Regions from separate parts of the Mus musculus genome. Here region 1 is linked to region 2. Evidence: chromatin contacts called from public HiChIP or PLAC-seq data. All regions are on one chromosome and are shown on one strand. The core of a region is the stretch at or near the end of the contact, and the rest is flanking DNA. Distances in the headings are between cores, read along the strand shown.

Evidence for each region. HiChIP or PLAC-seq counts read pairs in DNA pulled down with a chosen protein or histone mark.
Region 1: a contact with region 2 is called in an H3K4me3 HiChIP or PLAC-seq map of embryonic stem cells, with 33 read pairs. The contact joins the enhancer-like site here to the promoter of Dock6 in region 2. A contact is called at or near these places in 9 of 39 promoter capture datasets (the 3T3-L1 cell line, 3T3-L1-derived adipocytes, the HPC-7 cell line and 4 more), 2 of 484 Hi-C or Micro-C datasets (granulocyte-monocyte progenitors and granulosa cells), 5 of 115 datasets of contacts at active chromatin or transcription factors (the 3134 cell line, bone marrow-derived macrophages and embryonic stem cells) and 1 of 9 other capture datasets (adipose tissue).

Annotation. Positions count from the first base shown.
Region 1 is chr9:21,899,574-21,905,877 of GRCm38.p6, reverse strand. No RefSeq gene overlaps it. Among named protein-coding and RNA genes, the nearest start is that of Rab3d, 15 kb to the left of the region's middle. Within about 2 kb of position 4,202, at least 92 of the 459 cell types and tissues checked have an H3K27ac peak or open chromatin away from gene starts, as enhancers often do. A contact at or near this core is called in the HPC-7 cell line, adipose tissue, bone marrow-derived macrophages and 3 more, where this site is marked.
Region 2 is chr9:21,847,489-21,854,227 of GRCm38.p6, reverse strand. Dock6 (dedicator of cytokinesis 6) reads left to right here and starts at 1,593. Exons shown (of 50, transcript NM_177030.3): 1 at 1,593-1,683. The coding sequence starts at 1,640.

The DNA of each region.
Region 1 (6,304 bases), core at 2,953-5,452, 49 kb before region 2:
AATGAGATCTGATGCCCTCTTCTGGTGCATCTGAAGACAGCTACAGTGTACTTAGATATAATAATAATAATAATAATAATAATAATAATAATAATAATAATAATAATAATAAAGACAAGATCCAGACCACAATGCTCCTGTCCACAGTTACAGTTTGTGCTCAGCTATATGGACTCAAATTCTTGGTTTGAAACCATGGAATTTCTTCTTCTGTCCCTTTGCTATTTTGGGCCTACCTACCTAGGCCATAAGTACCATGTCGTCTATATCCATATTACCCGATCTAAGGTGGGTTTGTTTGTTTGTTTGTTTGTTTGTTTGAATGGGTGAAACTGCCCACATTTAATCTGTATTATATGGATCCCTGACAATGACTGGACTCACTTCACCATGGAGCTGAGCTCATAAGCAGAAACTGACCATGTGTTTTGTTAATGTCACCATAAAAAAGACGGTGTACGTCACCCGACTTCACCACCATCTTGGTTAAGCTGACACTTAACGGGATTTTTCTGTGTAGCCCTGGCTGTCCTGAAACTTGCTCTATAGACCAGGCTGGCCTCGAACTCGGAGATCCTCTTGTCCCTCCCTCCCGAGTGCTGAGCAAAGGCGGGCACCAGCACAGCCCAGTTCCAACCGGTTCACAGTTTCCTTAGCTGAGTTCTGATGGATGCTGTACGCATCAGTTTATCAGCTTGATGCTGCTGGGCTGTGTCTGTTGCTCCTTTGATTCTGCTCCCCACACTCATTCAAAACCAAAAGCATAGTTATGGTAGTGTCTCCATGTACCGAAAAAGACTGTCTTATGGTTTCTATAAGATTTACCCAGGAACTTTCAAAGCCTTGTTTAGCAGTGTGCACACAGATGTTTGTTTAGCAGTGTGCACACAGATGTTTGTTTAGCAGTGTGCACACAGATGTTTAGCAGTGTGCACACAGATGTTTAGCAGTGTGCACACAGATGTTTAGCAGTGTGCACACAGATGATACTAACTTGGTGCACTATCTTATGCATGCAATTGCTGTCCAGCTGTCTTTTATTAAAGTGGTCTTGTGCCGGCCATGGTGCCTACATCTTTTATCTCACTCCGCTAATACAATCTCTAATGGAGTTTGATTTGGACATTTTAAAGTACTTTCCAGACACTAAGAGCTTACTTTCCTCCCTACATCTGAAACTTAGTCTATCTAAACGACCCTCTGGAAGAGGACCCCAGAACTGTTTGACTGAACACCCCAAAATCATCCTGAACAAAACAAATTGGACATCGCCCCAATTCCGTACTGGTATTTAGGGTTAGCTTCTCAGAGGAAAGAGGGATGGTAGAAAAGGAAATAGAAGCTGGCTAGGCAGTTTAGGGTAAAAAGATTCCCAAAGAAATGCCAGGCAGTGGTGATGCATGCCTTTAATCCCAGCACTTGGTAGGTAGAGGCAGGTGGATTTCTGAGTTCGAGGCCAGCCTGGTCTACAGAGTGAGTTCCAGGACAGCCAGGGCTACACAGAGAAACCCTGTCTCAAAAAACCAACAACAACAACAAAAGATTCCCAAAGAAAAGTGACCAGTTTCTTCCTTGACTAAAAGCCAGAAATGTCCTCAGGACTCTTGGCAATGTAACTGACTTCATGATGGAAGCTCCGCTCAGGCCAGAAAACTCAGCACTCGGACAGCACCACCTGCTAAAACAAAAACACAGACCCAACCATCAAAGCCCAGAATTCTAGAAAAGTCTCTAAATGTACAAACCCTTGCCTTTGGGCTTCCGTAGTTCTGCTTCTGGTTAACTGTTCTTGTTAACTGAGTATAGCAACCAGAATATGGTTTTTATGGTTAAAAGCTCACCCTGAAAAAGGTTCGTGGCTACACAAGGATCCTGAACACCCAGTGTAGTCCCTGGCCAGCTAGTAAAGACTTCCGCCTGCTTAAACCCACTTTGCAGTCTTCTCTGGTGGGTGCCTTACAACCGCAGCTTCATCCTTGACAGAGGCCAAAGATGCCAAATGTGTTTTGGGAGCTCTTAGCACTGATCTGGTTCCTAAATGATTCTAGGGTTACCTTTTGTGAGGCAGAAAGCTAATAGCAGTTTTGTTTAGAGAAAAGGCCTTGTTAAGAACCTCTGGCCTGTGTGCTGACCTAACATTCCATTGGGGCAGGGTCTCACTCTTGTAGCCCTTAAAAATTCTAAAATCCACACCACAAGGGGCTGGAGAGGTGGCTCTGTGATTAAGAGCACTGGCTACTCTTGCAGAGGTTTGATTCCCAGCATCCACATGGTGGTTCACAACCACCAGTAACGCCAGTCCCAGGGGATCTGATGCCCTCTTCTGACTTCCATGAATACCATGCATAGACACAGTGTACAGACATACATTCAGGCAAACACCCATAAGCAAAGTGAATAAATAAATCCCCAAACCCAGAACCCACTGGGCTTGTGCCCCGGCTCCCCTCCCCCCCTTGCAGCTTTGCACTTTGTTAGTTGGGCGGGGGGAGGGATGGGAACAGGGAGAGTAAAGAGACAAAAGGCAGGAAAGGAACCAAATCTGACCTCAAGGATGAGACTTTATTTCAAACCTGGAAAGACAGAGGACTAGGCATTCTCCCGCAGGATGGAGGTCCTGCAAGTTGGGAAAGCTGGCTGGGAGCTCATTAAGAGGTGGGTGTGCTGGCCTGTGGTCTCTCCTTCCTCAGATTATTTGCTCGAGGTGAGACAGGCTGTCTCAGAAGACATTTCTCTCTGAGCTGACTGGTAATGGTTGAGCAAGGCCAGCTGTAACCTCGTGGGGATTCTGTTTTTACAATCAAGGTACTCTATCACACTCTACACACCACAAATAAATAAAGAAGATTATGTTTTTACAAACAATTGTGAGGTGAGTGACGTAGTCCTGGGACAAGGTGACAACTTGATTTCACTCTGAAATCAGTTGGATTGGATCTCCTTTTTGGTATTTCCTTCTGTAGAATATATTCCCCATAAAAGTGAGAGGATGTCAGAACCAAGTGAGTGCCCGGCCTGGTGTTGAACCTGGGAGACAGAGTCAGGTGGATGTCTGTGAGTTTGAGGACAGCCTGGGCTACACAGTAGCCTGTCTCAAACCAAACAAACAAACAAACAGGCAAAACAACAACAACAACCAAAATCAAACAACAGTAATAAAAACAAAACAAAACGAAACAAAACAACCAACCAACAAACCAAACCTACCTTGACAGACTGCAAGTGATGCTGTAAAGACGCCAGGCCTTTTGAAGACAGAAAGCCTTTGTTGGTGAGTACAGAGGGAGAAAGGGAGAGTGCCTGGTGCCTTTGTTTTGCCACAGGAGGAGTGACCTCAATGTAACTTTAAAGATGTTTAACCATAGAGGGGCATTCTGACACACCAGGAGTTAGGCACAAGGAAGCACCATGACTCCCTGCCTGAATTAGATCAATCTTTTAAAAGCACCCACCCTCAGGTATTTCATTATTACAAAACCTAGACTCACACACACACTGTTACACTTAGCTGTTTCAAGTTCATATCATCGCCAGGAATGCAAAACCAAAACCAAGAAAGACAAAGGGACAGATAGCGTTTTGCTAGTATTTTATTATCAATTCCTCCCCAAAGAGCAGTGAGTGCCCCAGAGAAATAAAAGAGGAGACTCAGTCCCCAGCAGCCAGGTGGACTGTGGCCTGCCTTTTGCCAGATTTTGTCAGCCCGGCTTGATGAACAGCAGTAAAGGTGGCAAGAATTCCCGGCAGCTGCGGGGAGGGATATCCAAAGCAAAACCAAGCTGGATGGAGCTACCAAGGTGGCTCTGTGGATAAAGGCGCTTTGCTGCCAAACCTGATGACCTGAGTTCAATCCCTGAGACCCACAAGGTGGGATTCCCGCATGTTGTTCTCACAGTGCCCGCCTCCCCACACAAATATTTTTAAAGTTATTTTACAGATTTGTTTTTATGTGTATGAGTGTTTTGTCTGATTGTATATATGTGCACCATGAGTGCAGCCAGGGTCAAAAGAGGGCGTCGGACCCCCGGAAACTAGTGATGTGGCCCTCATCCGTGGTCATTGCTCTGAAGCTGGGAAGGAAAGAGGCAGAGAAGAGGCAGCTCTGTACGCTGAAACTTTTGGCTAATACTTAGACTAAGCCTCCATCTGAATCAATAACTCTTGCCTGGCGCTTTGCCCCCGCTCAAGGACTACATTTCCCAGAATCCCATACAATGACTTCCTATAAAGCTGTACCAATAGAAGGCAGTGTTCGCTAACTTCCGGTAATGGTTACAAAATGGAAGCATGAATGGGAGAAGCATGTACCGAGAGGAAAATCTTGGAACCACTGTTCTCAACCCTAGTCTTCAGCTCTGCGGTTACAGCTGGGGAACGATGTGTTTTCCTGTGTTAAATCTGTTATTTTATTATTTTAGGCAGGGTCTCATTGTGTGTCCAGGCTGTTCTGAAATTTACTATGTAGTCCAGGAGGTCCTTAGAACTCAAGAGATCTGCTTGTCTTCCGCCTCCCAAATAGGCCACTAGGCCAGACTGATTTTGTTTTTAGATAGAGTCTTGTAACCCAAGCTGTCAAACTCGTGATTTTCCTGCCTCCCCTCCCAAATCCTAGGATTACTGGTGTATTCCACCATATTTGGGTTTTGATCACATTTTCTTTTAAAAATATTTCTTTCCTGTATGTGAGCATGTGAATTTGCACGTCTCCTGGTATGAGTGTAGACAGAGGTCAGAGAACAACTTTGACATTCAGTTCTTTCTACCATGTGGATTCAGGGACTCGAATTCAGGCCATTTGGCTTGGCAACAAGCACCATTGCTAGCTAAACCATCTTGCTGGCCCTCTGTTGTGTGTGTGTGGTGTGTGTGCAAGCATCGGGAATGCATGTTTGTACATGTAAATACGGAGGTCAGACACTGATGCTTGGAGTCTTTGTTTAGTTTACACATTTAACTTTTAAATTATTTCATTTATTCACTAGGGGTTGGGGGATGCGGGTAAGCCACAACTCAGATGTGGAGGTCTGAGACAACATGTTGATGGTACGTCTATCTTATGGGTTCTAGGTATCCCAAATCAGATCTCCATGCTTGTAGTGCAAGCACGTTACAGCCTCGGAACTTGAATTTTGTTGATACTGTTGTTGGGTGGTTTTACTTTTTAAGACAGGGTCTCTATGTAGTCCTGGCTGTTCTAAAACTCACTATGTAGACCAAGTTGGCCTTGAACTCAGAGACCTACCTGCCACCAACATGTGCCTGTGTGTCCTTGTGCTGGGATTACAGGACCTGCCACCACAGTGGGCTTAGATGAGAAATTGATTTTCAGAAGGAAAGCCTGTGATTTTGTTTAAAAGTTAGAGCTGGGCGTAGTGGTGACAGCCTTTATTCTCAGCACTCAAGAGGCAGAAGTAGGTAGAGCTCTGTTAGTTCGAGGCCAGCCTGGTCTACATTGCTAGTTCTGAGGCAGCCTGCCTACACAGTGAGGTCCTGTCTCGAAACAAAAAAGTTGGAGGATATTCTAATATTTAGTACTCGATCCATATGAGCAGCACACCCCATAATTCATTGTCTTACAAGTCTAGGTAATGTTAAAAAAAAAAACAAAGCCAGATTTATTAAAAAGCAGTTTTCATGGCTGTTTGCTTGTGTGTATGGTGTGTGCACACCCTGTATGCCTGTGAGCAGAGGCAGGGGAGTGTCTTGCTCTACCATTCTCTGCCTTAGTTACTAGAAGGGAGTCTGACTGAATCTGGAGCTAGGCTGGCATCATCTTGAGGTCCTTGTGTGTCAAACACATCTCTCTGCCCTCCAGCAAAGCTGCCCCAACCTTAAGCAAAAATCTCTCACCAGAAACCAAAACAGATCCAGAGACATTCAGCTGCCAGAGCCATATCCAAAATAACCCCTGGCTGGGGATGGGGACATGGTGGGAGATTTATGTCTGTCATCCCAGCTCTTGGGGAGTGGAAACAGAAAGATGACGAGGCTCAAGGTCATCGCCAACTACATAGTGAGTATGAGGCCAGCCTGGGATACAGGAGACCCACCCCGGTCCCCAAGAGCAAGAGTTCTGACACCAGTTGTGGCAGCACACAACCAGTAATCTCTGTACTCAGGAGGGTAGAGCAGGATTGCCATGGGTTTGAGGCCAACCTGGGCTACATGTGGGGTTTCAGGGCTGACCTAATCTACAGAGTAAGACTGTCTCAAAAAGCAAAAAAGAAGGGCCTGAGGATGTGACTCGGTGGTCATTGCCCTTGCCCAGCGTGGGTAAAGCCTAGGCTCCGTCCCCAGCACCTGT
Region 2 (6,739 bases), core at 344-2,843:
TCTGCATCTCCCAGGCAGAAGCCACTGGACCACGCTGAGTAGGTGCGTGGGCTCCTGACAGCTGTGTACACAGATCAAGAGCAGATGGATACCTAGGGGGTTCCCCTACCATCTAGGTCTCCTTCCTGTGCCTTCAGAAGCTGATACAGATTTGCTGGGCAACTGGGGCAAGTCACCCTGCCCTCTGGCTCCAATTTCATCCTCTGTAGATGGGGCTCCTGCTAGCATCCATCCATAGGTGGGATAACGAGCAGCACTCAAAAAAGCTCTGAGGCAGACATGTCCTGTGCTGCACAGCTGCCTACCCTACCAAGACTGTTTTGACCGTGACTGCTCAGAGGGCTGAAGCTACTCAGGAGAAGGTGTGGAGGCAGCAGACAATTGGCATATCCAAAGATGAGCCAGGACTGAAAAAATTCTAGGAAACTGTTATTGGGAAAGGAGCTGTTGGGAAGATATTTAAGGCCACAAATTAATGAAGACATCCTACAACTTCAGGTAATCAGAAACTTCCGGACTGGCTCGCTCAGGTATCGATACTGGCTTTCTGAGTCACACCTCCTAGAGTGACACCCCTGAGCTTAGCTGGACTCATCCACCTCTCTACTGCAACCCAGAGACTGGCAGGAAGTCCCTTGAGCACCTTTTGAGGCCTACTATGTAAAAGCCTCCACACTGCTAGGCTTCAGTTAACCCACTTGTCAGTAGTGGAAAACAACAGTTCTTCCCACCTATGTCCATTGAGCGACTATAAACAAAACCTTAGTAATTATTGTGTGACATTGATGTTGTTTTTTAGGCAGCGTGCCTCCGGGACTAGTGAGGACCTAACTTTTTTGTTTGTTTGTTTGTTTTGTTTTGTGTTGTTTTTTCGAGACAGGGTTTCTCTGTGTAGCCCTGGCTGTCTTGGAACTCACTCTGTAGACCAGGCTGGCCTCGAACTCAGAAATTAGCCTGCCTCTGCCTCCTAAGTGCTGGGATTAAAGGCATGAGCCACCACTGCCCGGCTGACCTAACAGGTTTTGATGTTCCGTATTTTTTCTTCCCAGCCCAACAGAAGACTCAGTTTCCCCATCTTGACCCCAGTGGGAGGGGAACACTCCCTTCCATGCCCTGCCCCTGCTCCACACCCACCCCATGCCCTGCTCTGCCTGGTCCCCAGCTCCCTAGCCCATCGCAGAGATGAGCCACTCACAACGTCCCGCCCATCAAGGACCGTCCCTCATAAGCCACGCCCACAAAGATCCTCATCTCTCCAGCCTTGTCCCGGTCCCTATCCTAGAGCAGCGACATCCCAGATCACAGCCTGCTCCATCCTCCTGTCAGCGCTGTCTCCTCCCCATCCCCAGTATTTCTGTCCCACTCTCAATGCTGGCCCCACGGCATCCCAGAAAAGGCTCCGCCCTATCTAGGGAAAGCCCCGCCCCCTCCAGAGAAGGCTCCTCCCCATCCTAGAGTTGGCCCGGCCTCGCCACCACGCCCCGAGAAGACCCCGCGTCATTCCCGTCTTGGTTCCGCGGCTGGGGCGGGTCGAAGTGCAGGCCCCGCCCCATCAGCACAGGCCCCGCCTCTCCCGCGCGCCTGCTCCGCCCAGCCCGGCTGCCCAGACTCGGGAGGCTGCGGCGGGACGCGGGGCGTCATGGCGGCCTCGGAGCGCCGCGCCTTCGCTCACAAGATCAACAGGTAGTGAGAGCGGCCGCGGTCACGGCCACTCTGGGCGGGACGGGCGAGTGCTGGAGATGGCGGGCAGCGGGGGCGTGCCGGGCTCCCCGAGGACTTCCCGGAGGAGGAAGCGCATCCCGGGTCCGTGCGGGCCGGGCTCCGAGAGTGCTAGGCTGCATTCGGACCCTCTTGCCGTCCTTCCCTTCACCAGCCTGGGGAAATTCGCACCCCTCCCCCGCCCAGGGTCCCGGGACCCAGCTGTCTGGAGCTGGGGACAGCTGGGGATAGCCCCTCAGTCTCCTGCCCCAGCCTCTCCCAGCACCGGCTGGGCGTGGGAGGGGGCCGAGGGGGCTGGGGACTGAACCAGCTGGTGGGCAGACAGGGGAGGGACAGGCAACAGATGCTGGGGGATCCCCTTCCATGGACACTGGATTGTGAGAGAGGCTCAAATCTGGGGTAGGTTAGAAATCATCCCAGGTAAATCATCCCAGGTATCCGATCCTCTGGAGACCTGTCTGACCACCTTAGGTGAGAGAAGCCACTCTGTGGGTCCCACCCTGATGGAGACACAAGAAAGTTGCCCCATTCTTGGATTTCGCTCTGGTGGGACAAACATAGATGTGTCCGTGGTATGGTGTGGATGCATAAGACAGGAAAGGGAGGATAGGGTCTCAATGGTAGGCCAGGTAGAGTTAAGCACAGACCTAAAGGAGCGAAGGAAGAGATCTGCCCATCATCCAGGAAAGAAGCAAATGCAAAGGCCCTGGGGCCACAGAGGGACCAATAGGAATAGATTTTATAGGGCCTACGCCTTGTAGGCCAGAAGGACTTTGACTGTGACCCCAAGTGAAGTGAGAGCCACAGAGAGTTCTGGATAGAGGAGGGTTGTGATCTGGGGCAGAGCAGTTGGGCAGTTTTCTGTTTGTTGTCTTGCCTCCTAAGTCCTTATGCCTTTAGCTCAGGTGGGAAAGATGTGCAGAATGATCCTGGGCCTTGATGTAGTGAGGGAGCCCAAGATTTCCCAAGCAGCCTGGTAGATAAATAGATGCTTCTGCACATTCACCTACCTATTGAGTTCTCCCACAACCCCAGATGAACCTGCAACTGAATGGAGTCTTGGTTTTACTTTGTTGTGTTTTGTTAGTCTGGGATGGGGTCACGTAGCCCATGCTGACCTCAGATGCACTATGTAGCCAAGACCGGCCATGAACTCCTGGCCCCCCCTGCCACACTCAGTTTCCATGGTAACCACATCTACAGCACCTTGCTTTTGTGTTTGCTTTATTTTGAGAAAGGTTCTCACCCTATCCTAGCATTCACTTACTGTGTGTACATGTGTATACCACTCTCGTTGTGTGTGTGTGTGTGTGTGTGTGTGTGACAGGATGCTTGTAGGAAGGAGCCTTTTCTTTCCACTTGGTTTCCTGGGATTATACTCAGGAGGCTCAGCAGCAAGTTGCTCCTGAGCCATCTTGCCAGCCTCCCTCTATTTTCATTTTTGAGGCAGGCTCACTCAACTGGGATCTGGAGCTCCAGATAAACTGGTCAGGGAACTGGCCCTGGGGATCCTCTTGTCTCTGCTCCCTGTTATATGAGTTCTGAGTCTGGCTTTTTTTTCTTTTTAAAGTTTTGCTTATTTTATGTATGTACACTATCTTCAGACACATCAGAAGAGGATATTTGATCCCATTACAGATGGTTGTGAGCCACCATGTGGTTGCTGGGAATTGAACCTAGGACCTCTGGAAGATCAGTCAGTGCTCTAAACCAAACCGCTGGAGCCATCTCTCCAGCCCCTGTGTCTGGCTTGTCATCTTCCCTGTTATAACGATAGGCCCAGTAACCCTTGCCAGCCTGGGAGGAGCACCACAGTTGCTACAGTGTCTCTTGTTGCACTTGCAGCCTGATTTCTAAAACCCAGTCAATTCAATTCAGTGTGGTACTGCTTTTAAAAAACGACACTTATTCTTGCATGATGTGTGTGTGTGTGTGTGTGTGTGTGTGTGTGTGTACACACGTGTCACAGCACAGGTGAGAGGTTGGAGGTCAACTTGAGGGTGGTGATCGATCCCTCCCCCTTTGCATAGGTCAAATTCAGGTCATTACACTTGGTGGCAAATGCCCTTGCCTGCAGAGCCATTTTGCAGACTATCTCTGTTCTTAGCAATGTCTTCTGCCAGCAATGGTGGCAAATGCCTTTAATCCCAGCACTTGGGAGGCACAGGCAAAGTGGATCTGTGAGTTTGAGGTCAGCCTGGTCTACAGGTCACATTCCAGGATGGCCAGGGCTACACAGAGGACCCCCCAGGGGTCTGGGGGAAGGTCTTCTACCAGGACACCTAAAACAGTTAGACTTGGGGGTGAACTATGGAGGTGGCTCAGCATAATGATGCATGCCTGGTTGTGAACACAAGCCCAGCCTGGTTACAATGTGAAACTGGGGCCAGCCTAGACTGTACAAGACTGTCTCAAAAGATGTTTTGGAGGTTAGGAAGATAATGAAGTCAGTAAACAACCATGCAAGCATGAGGCCCTGAGTTCAGTGTCTGACATCCGAGTACAAAATAGCTGGGACTAGCGGTAACCTTGGGGCTCTGGGAGCATGGAGAACAGTGGCTTCCGGGAGCTGAGGCTGGAGAATGGTGGCTTCCGGGAGCTCACTGTCCTGTCCTGATGGAGAGCCCCAGGCCAGTCTCAGACAGTAAGATGAATGGTTCCTGAGGACACATGAAGTTGACCTCTGACCTCCATCTGTATGTAGGCTTGCTCTCTCTCTCTCTCTCTCTCTCTCTCTCTCTCTCTCTCTCTCTCTCCCCTCTCCATGCACTTCTACCCAGTTACTCCCTAGTTGGGGCATAAGGCCACTGTAGGAATTTAGAACACGGCAGTGTCCCACCCTCTCTAGCCTTTTCTCCGGACAAAGAGACCAGCTGGGCTGGGGCCACAGCCTCGCCCTTATTCTGGCATCTTTTTTTTTGTTTTTTTTGTTTTTTTGTTTTTTTTTTGGTTTGGTTTTTGTTTTTTTTTTCCGAGGCAGGGTTTCTCTGTGTAGCCCTGGCTGTCCTAGAACTCACTCTGTAGACCAGGCTGGCCTCCAACTCAGAAATCTGCCTGCCTCTGCCTCCCAAGTGCTGGGATTAAAGGCATATGCCACCACTGCCCAGCTACCAGGCATCTTTTAAAAAATAATAATGCGGGGGCTGGCAAGATGGCTCAGTGGTTAAGAGCGCCAACTGCTCTTCCAAAGGTCCTGAGTTCAAATCCCAGCAACCACATGGTGGCTCACAACCATCTGTAATGAAATCTGATGCCCTCTTCTGGAGTATCTGAGGACAGCTACAGTGTACTTACATATAATAAATAAATAAATCTTAAAAAAAATAATAATGCCATGGGCTCTGAGTGCCTCAGGCTTCAGGGAAGTCTGCCTGAAGGTTTGATTTTGAGCACAGAGCCTTCATTTTCACTTTAATGTCACTGGGGCTGGAGAGGTGACTCAAGGTTAGGTAAGCTGACCCAGGTTGGGTTCCCATCACCCACATGGTGGCTCACAGTCATCCATAACTCTAGCTCCAGGGGATCGGACACTCTACGCTCTTCTAAACTCTAAGGGCACAAGGCATACACATGGTGCATATGCATACATGCAGGCAGAACACACATACACATACATAATAAATCTAAGTTTACTTTTGTTGCTAGGGCAGTGAGAGGGCCGAGCACGTAAGGGGCTTGCCACCAAGCCAGATATCCTGAGTTTGATTCCCAAGACCCCGTCTCGTATCGTCGCGTGGGAGGAAGAAAACTCCCATCAATTGTCTTTCCCTTGGTTTTGGGTTTGCTCAGGCATGCAAAGCAAGCACCTAACTGAGCTGCTGCCGCAGAAGCACAGCGCTGCCTTCTAGAAACAGCATTAGCTGCTTTATTTTGCACGTGGAAGGGGCATGCAGTGACATGCGTGTGCGTAGTGGAAAGGAATGGGCCCCCCAATTCAGGTTCTCAGCTATTTGGTTTTTAAGACAGACTGGGTCAGGGAGGGGTGGATCATTGTCAGAGTAAGCGTGAGGAGGGATCCCCAGCATCCCCAAAAAAGGAGAGAAAACAGTTATTCAGGCCCACAAAAGATGCCCAAAGTGATGGGGTCAGGCTGCCTTTCCAATCCAGCTCCTTGGGCAGGTCAGACCATGGGGAAGGCTGGGATAGAGTGTCTCATTAATTCCATCCTGTGCCACAGAGGAGCCCTCTGCCACCCTCAGCTGTCGGAGCAGCTCCTTAGTAACTGATGTGAACCAAGGCTATTTCTCTCCCACATGCCACGGTCTGCATGTTTCTGCAGGGTTCCTGTATTGAAAGGCTGAAGTTAAGAGATGGAGGGCAGGGGTGGGGAGTGGCTTGTGCTGGAGCCCCTGCGGTGAATCCTGTGAGGGGCTAAGGGTGTGCCTCAGCCGCAGGAGGCCAGAGGTAATCCTCAGCACTGCAAAACAAAGTAACAGTTATTGAATACCTTCAGGCCCGGGACGCACGTACTGTTCTTTATCTGAGCTGAGGATCCTATTGGTTTCCACGCCCGCCCTCATCCTAGAGTCCCTGAGAACACACGTACAGAACACTTACTGAATGTCAGTAGGGAACTTCTCTGGTCTCCCCAGACCCCTCTGAGGTCAGGGCAGCTGTGAGTGGGTAAACTGAGGCTGAGAGGCAGGAGTGTTGTGCCAGAGCTAGGGGTGCTGGATTGGTGTGCTTGGAGAACCCAGGAAAGATGGAGGGAGCATGTGTCCCTCTGGACCTTGATGGGTCTAGGAGGGAGATGATGGGGGAGGAACCTGTCACTCCCTCGGGCACAGTGGTATTTCCCTGTCTGTGTTTGGTGTAGGGAGGGACTGGGGTGCAGAGAGGCCTGCATCCTGTATCATATGTGTATTTAGTTTTGTGCTTCTGGCAATGGAACCTGTCGCTTGCAGGGACAGCCCTCTGCCACTGTGCTGCACAGAGCAGCTCACTGTTGTTTTTACTTTGTTTATGTGTGTGGCGCCTGAAGTAAGGGGACCCCTTTGGGGACTCAGTTCTCTCTCTCTCC